2 separate regions of the Mus musculus genome follow, and region 1 is linked to region 2. The links are chromatin contacts, called in public HiChIP or PLAC-seq maps. All regions are on one chromosome and are shown on one strand. The core of a region is the stretch at or near the end of the contact, and the rest is flanking DNA. Distances in the headings are between cores, read along the strand shown.

Region 1 (3,179 bases), core at 235-2,734, 60 kb before region 2:
TCTCTGTGTACCAGGTGTCCTCATGAACCTGGCTGGCAAGACTGTGCCCCAGTTCACCATGGGAGGCTCCCATCTGAGCTTACGACCCTCAATGCCTGAAGCCCCGAGTCTGAGTCTAGGAAACTATAGGTGGCTACACTTAAAGACAAGACAAAGTGGAGAGTCTGCAATAATCTGCCATGCAAGAATAATGTTACAGAAAGGAGGAAATGAACCCAAGTTCTCACCGTGCTATTTCGGACATCTATGTTGGGAAACTTCTTGTTGATGTACTTGAGACATGATTCCATGGACTTTTCCAGTAAAAAAGGTGGCTTGGATTTTGAATCTGAACAGGTCTACACATAAAAAAAAGTAATATTAAACTACCGTACTATTTTTCCATTTAGATACAAGCCTTTGGATGCATCATTCACTCCCACTATCTCTTTTGGAAATGGCAGTCTGAAATTTTATTATAAAAGCATGAGGGTAGTTGAAAACCAAGTTCGTTCCAGACAGTGAACTAGTACTCCTAAGAGCTAACAACCTGGCATCTTGTCTTAACTGAGGCTTAGCTCTAACACAGAGAGGAAGCTGCTTCCCCACCCCTCCTCTGAAGCCGGAAGTAGTGAGAAAAGTGGCTGATCATAAGTTGGACTTTATATAAAGCTCTGGGTCCCAAGAGACTTTACAAACGACATGACAGAAACCATATTCCTGGTGCTTTACTACAAAACGCACAAAGGTCCGTTTCCACAAGTTCCTTCTTTCTCTTCCTGGAAAGTCTCACAATTACCCACCTTTATCCTGCCTTCTACAGTCGCTGGCTCACCTTTTGGCATCATCTTTGTCCAGTTTCATAGTTACTCTCCTAAGCACACACACGCAGCATTCACAGCCCCAAACTACCTTAGAAAACACCACTTCCTTAAATGTTTCCCCTTTTAAGGAAATAATTACACACAAACATACACATACACACACAAACACAATTTTTGCCAGAGACACAACTTGAAAACTCAAAAACTAGAGAAACTGACAATAAGTAAACCCCAAATTCTAGACCCCAGACCCTTAATCAAATCACTCACAACACAAATATTCTCTTTCCCACCCAACCCTAAGTCATAGGGGAAAGGTGATGCTCTCAAAAAGGCAAGAATAATACCTAGAAAGGACACGCCTTAAAAAGAAGCCTCCCTCTATCTCCCCAAACTGTGGGAACCATACCGTCTAAGTGGCTGAAAGCCACTTAAAGCAATGGAGAAAAAGATATGGCTTGACTATTGGGCCTGCAGGCCTCCAGGTTCCTGCCATGATTTGCTAGACGGGTCTTCTTGCTTACCTTCTTGATGTTGTACATGCGGATGAGAACTCCCTGTCCTCGGTCATTCAGGATCGTGAGCTTCTCTGCTAATTTAAGCTGATAGGCAGAGGTCAAAGACATGATGGCCACCGAGAGAGAGGACCATCCGGATAACAAGACCCAAATGCCCCAAATATTCTCAGCCTGGCTGGCAACACCCTCTGTGTAAAAGGACCCGCCCTGGTTGGTGCACCGAGCTTCCGGTTGCTTCTGTAATTGGCTCATGGAGGATAGCAGTCACTATGGCTCACAGGCCTTCAGAGCCCTCTTGTGCTTCCTCTTGCACCCTCAGCAGAGGAGACTTCCTCTTTCTGGTTGTGCAGTACTTCAGTAAGAAGTGGGCGGAAGCTGAGGAAGAGAACAGGCTTTCACGGCTCCTCACAATGCAGTACCAACTGTTCTGGCCTTCCCTCTCCCCAAATGTCCCAGACAAAGCACACACCAAACAAATATCTACTACCAGCCCCATTCACCTCTACACTTACCCTTTTAGATCCCGGTCAAGAATGCCTGTTATTTTCTACTGACCCTTAGGCCCCAGCATCCTTTAGGACCCTGGTCTCTTTCTAACTATTCCATTCAATGACATGTTCACTATATTTTATTTATAAACATAAATATATTTATATATAAACATATATATACATACACACACTCTCTCTCTCTCACACACGCACACACACATATATATATATATCACATGGTTGCAAGGGTTGAGAAAGTCTTGTAAACCCCAGGCTATACTCAATCTATCTCCTTATGTAGTTGAAGATAAGCTTGAACCTCTGATCTCCTACTTCTACCTCCAGTGTGCTGGGATTAGCTTCCTTGTTATATTTTTAAGCATATGCTTTCTCTCTCTCCCACCCACATCATATGTTCCTTCCTAATGACAGGTATGATATCTAATATTGATATCCTTTGTAGTATTTAGTACAGTGAATCAGTAAGCATGATCCAGCAGTAGCAGCAGCACTTGGAAACTTGTTAGGTTTGATAAACAATAAAACAAAATATTTTAAAAGAAACTTACTAGACACACAAATTCTTTGACGTCACTCAAGACCTGCTGAACACAAAATCTTTTTTTTTAAGATTAGTTAGTTAGTTAGTTAGTTAGTTAGTTAGTTAGTTAGTTAATGTATGAGTGCATCTGCATATATACTTGCATGCCAGGAAAGGGCACCAGATCATAATATAGATGATTATGAGCCACCATATGGTTTCTGGGAATTGAATTCAGGACCTCTGTTAAGAGTGTCCAGAGCTCTTAACCACTGAGCCATCTCTCCAACCCTCAACCCAAAATCTTAAGGTAGAACAGGCATGTTTTGTTTTTGTTTTTTTGTTTTCAAGGTGTGTGTGTGTGTGTATGTGTGTGTGTGTGTGTGTGTGTGTACACTCAAACACATGACAAAGGAGGACAGAAGAGAACATCAGATACCCTGGAGCTAAAGTTACAGGTGGATGGTGTGAAACTACTAACTTAGGTTCTCTGGAAGTGCATCAAGTACTCAACCACTAAGCCATCTATCTCTCCAGCCCCTAACACATGCTATCCTACAACAAGTTCTCTGGGTGACTCCAGTGTGCCCTCAAGTCTGAGAACAATCCTACTTAGCAATGGTAACAAAGGTATGTTAAAAAAAAAAAATGTATAACAAAACTTTTCCTGGGGAAACACGACACACATGTCTACTCTTCTCCAATATAGGACACCCACAACATTCCAAAGTACAGATACCACCAGAATCCAAGTTAATGAACCATGAGCTTTATTAGGGTTACTTACAGGAATATGGGTGAGGGGTTACTTATAGAAATACAAGAA
Region 2 (3,208 bases), core at 199-2,698:
GTGTACACACATACATGCAGGCATTATGTCATATCATATACATAATAAACATAAATCTTTTTTTTTAAAAGGCAAGTAATCAGAGATCTCTAGGACCCATATGGTAGAAGAAAAAAATTTAATTCCAGTCTAGTGATGGTGGCACATGACTTTAAATCTGGCACTTGGGAGACAGAGACAGGCAGATCTCTAGCGTTCAAGGCCAGCCTGGTCTACAGAGGGAGTTCCAGGACAGCCAGGACTACACAGAAAAACCCTGTCTTGAAAAAAAATTTTTTTTGTTTTATTTTTACTTTGCCTACCAGCAAAGGCTTTTTGAGCATTTAGTATGTAGCAAACTGCACAAAATTCCAATATACTTAGTAGATCTAGTACATCACATTTAATCCCATATAATCTGAATAAAGTGGGTACTCTTAGATCCCCTACTGGTAAATAAGAAAAATGAGGGTTACAGAATTTACATGATTGAGAGTTGTTGCTTGGTTACTGTGGAAAAAACAAAATTATAATCATGTCTACAGCTCCAAAAGCCAGTACTCTTAACCCCCACTGTATTTTACAGTTGCCCTACCTTGGTCATAATCTAACCATGGAGAACTCATTGTCCCTACAGTGCTCTTTAATGACCACATTGTTGGGAGCTGGGGAAGTTGGCTCAGTGGTTAAGAGTACTTCTTGTTACAAAGGACCTGAGTTTGAGTCCCAGTACCTACATGGAGGCTAACCATGTCCTAGGGAGCCAGACATGTGTACAGATGTCATTACTCATATACATAAAATAATAAAAATTAATGACCATACCATCCACAGGTCTTGTTTTTGCCTGCTTTCTGCCTGGTGTAATATCTTCAAATTCCAACTCAAATGCTGTCTCCTCATTCTTTGTATTCTTCTCTGTTCATTTTTTTTAATCTAGCTCTTAGCTGGTCTGTATCTCACAGAGCTCCATCTCCCTCTGCTTCCCAAGTGCAAGGACTAAAGATCCATACCACCACATCTAGCTCATACTTTCTTTAGTAACGTTGAGTTTATGGAACTCACTTCCTTTTTTTTTTTTTTAGATTAATTTCTTTATGCATACAAGAACACTGTAGCCGTCTTCATACACACCATAAGAAGGCATCAGATCCCATTACAGTTGGTTACAGTTGCTAGGAATTGAACTCAGGACCTCTGGAAGAACAGCCAGTGCTCTTAACCACCTCTTCTTAGCCATCTCTCCAGCCCCTAGAATTCACTTCTAAATGCCTAAATCAGTCAGAGTTTAGAAGAAAACAGAAACCACACTTGACATGTTAAGCATAAGAGTATTTGATGAAGTCATCTGAGTAGCTAGCTGCAGGCCTCTTAGGAATAATTCTCAGGACACCACCAGACTAAGCCACCATAGGGCCTGCAGCCTCTGGTGGTTCCTGAATATTACTAAGCTTGAGGAGATGACAACATAGCTAAAACCCCACAGTATTCTTGAGATCATGTTTTTTTATAGAGTTAATGACTAATACAGACATCTGAGAGCTGGTCATCTGATGAACATAAAAGGAAGCTTGGTATTCAGTATGTTGAGCACTTGGGTTTACACTCAGATGTGTGAGGTTTTCAGTGTTTTCTATTGTAAGATTAAATACAAGTCTGGCATGTAAAATGTGGTAGTGCATGCCTTTAATACAGCACTCCAGAGACAGAACCAAGTAGATCTCTTGAGTTTGAGGCTAGCCTGGTATGTAGATAGCAAGATCTAGAACAGTCTGAACTGCATAGACCCTGTCTCATCTCAGATAGAGAGAGAGAGAGAGAGAGAGAGAGAGAGAGAGAGAGAGAGAGAGAGAGAGAGAGAGAGAGAGATTGGAAAGAAAATTGAATTTGGGGCTGAATCAATGGCTCAGCAGTTAAAAGCAATGACTGCTCTTCTAAAGGACCTAAGTTCATCTCCAAGCATCCATGTGATTGCGCATGACTAATTCCAGTCCCAGGAGATCCAGTGCCCTCCCTGACTTACACAGGCATGTATGCATTGTATGCATGCAAAATACCCATACACTTAGAATAATAAATTCTTTCCTTTTGGGGGGGGGGGTGCGGTGGGTGAGACATGGTTTCTCTGTATAGCTCTGGCTATCCTAGAATTTACTCTGTAGACCAGACTAGTCTCTGCCCTGAGTGCTGGGGTTAAAGGCATGTACCATCACCACCTGACTAGAATAATTTTTTAAGAATTAAAAAATAAGTATGAGTATTATCTCCCTCTCATCTCCCCCTGATCCTGTTTCCAAGCCCTTGCCTTTCCTCCCTTCTCTTCTCTCCCTGACATTTCATCTCTCCCTTCTACCCTGTCTCCTCAAAGCCCAGAGGGATAAGTACCAGATGCTAGCATATTCTCCCCTACATTGTTCCCACCCTTCAAAAAGCCATACAAATTGTGCTGCGAGGACTGAGTGAGCAGTTGGAATTAAAGGAACGGTGGTTATGCAAACAGTGACAGAAGTGGTAATAAGAGACCGAAGAACAGCCCTGTCATGGGATGTAATGATGCACACCTTTAGCCAGTACTCAAGAGGCATCTAGTCAGCCTGGTGTGCATAGCACAGGGCAGCCAGAGCTACCTAGTGATCCTGTGTTAGAACCTTGGAAATGCCAAACTTTCTGTGCCTCATTTACCTCCTTTATGAAGAGACAGAAGTAAGTGCTTCCAAGGTTTGCCTAGCACTAAAATTTTGATGGCTTTATTTACCTGGGAAAATAATTTATAACTAAGATTGTATAAAAGAGATAAATGAAAAAGTTAATTATGTATCCATTCTAGGGTTTTGGTTACTGTATAAGATTTTCCTATCATCCTTAAATCATTCTCTGAGACCATCAAATGAGAGGAGGGAAGCAGAGGCAGAAGTAGCCTCTCATATGTCAAATCAGAATCAGATTTTAAATCACAGAGCAGCCTCCGTGTTCCCTGATATTCCTACTTGGAATCTGTTAATCTGTTCCCTGGAGTTGTGGGGTGGTGATTCTTCAAAGAACCATCACTAGTTTCTAAGGGCAGTAAGGCTCATCAGAAAAGCCTGTCTGTTATAAAAGTGCACTGAAAGCATCATTTAGGCTGTTAGCTAGGCCAGAGATGAAATGATGAAATGATGCTTCTTTCTGCTAGGGCCTGTAGCCCCCTCTGGGCAATTTGATGGGCTTATGATGCTTTTGGCCTAGTTTT

Evidence for each region. HiChIP or PLAC-seq counts read pairs in DNA pulled down with a chosen protein or histone mark.
Region 1: a contact with region 2 is called in an H3K4me3 HiChIP or PLAC-seq map of bone marrow-derived macrophages, with 4 times the contacts expected there. The contact joins the promoter of Nckap1l here to the enhancer-like site in region 2. A contact is called at or near these places in 6 of 39 promoter capture datasets (the C10 cell line, the HPC-7 cell line, cranial neural crest and 1 more), 1 of 15 datasets of contacts at CTCF or cohesin (the NIH/3T3 cell line), 10 of 484 Hi-C or Micro-C datasets (the BV-2 cell line, the G1E-ER4 cell line, the HPC-5 cell line and 5 more), 4 of 115 datasets of contacts at active chromatin or transcription factors (bone marrow-derived dendritic cells, bone marrow-derived macrophages and embryonic stem cells) and 3 of 9 other capture datasets (adipose tissue, macrophages and pancreatic islet).

The regions. Positions count from the first base shown.
Region 1 is chr15:103,452,130-103,455,308 of GRCm38.p6, reverse strand. It overlaps Nckap1l (NCK associated protein 1 like), which reads right to left and starts at 1,484. Exons shown (of 31, transcript NM_153505.4): 1 at 1,328-1,484; 2 at 228-338. The coding sequence starts at 1,429.
Region 2 is chr15:103,392,026-103,395,233 of GRCm38.p6, reverse strand. No RefSeq gene overlaps it. Among named protein-coding and RNA genes, the nearest start is that of Gm52195, 17 kb to the left of the region's middle. Within about 2 kb of position 1,448, at least 21 of the 459 cell types and tissues checked have an H3K27ac peak or open chromatin away from gene starts, as enhancers often do. A contact at or near this core is called in the BV-2 cell line, bone marrow-derived dendritic cells, bone marrow-derived macrophages and 1 more, where this site is marked.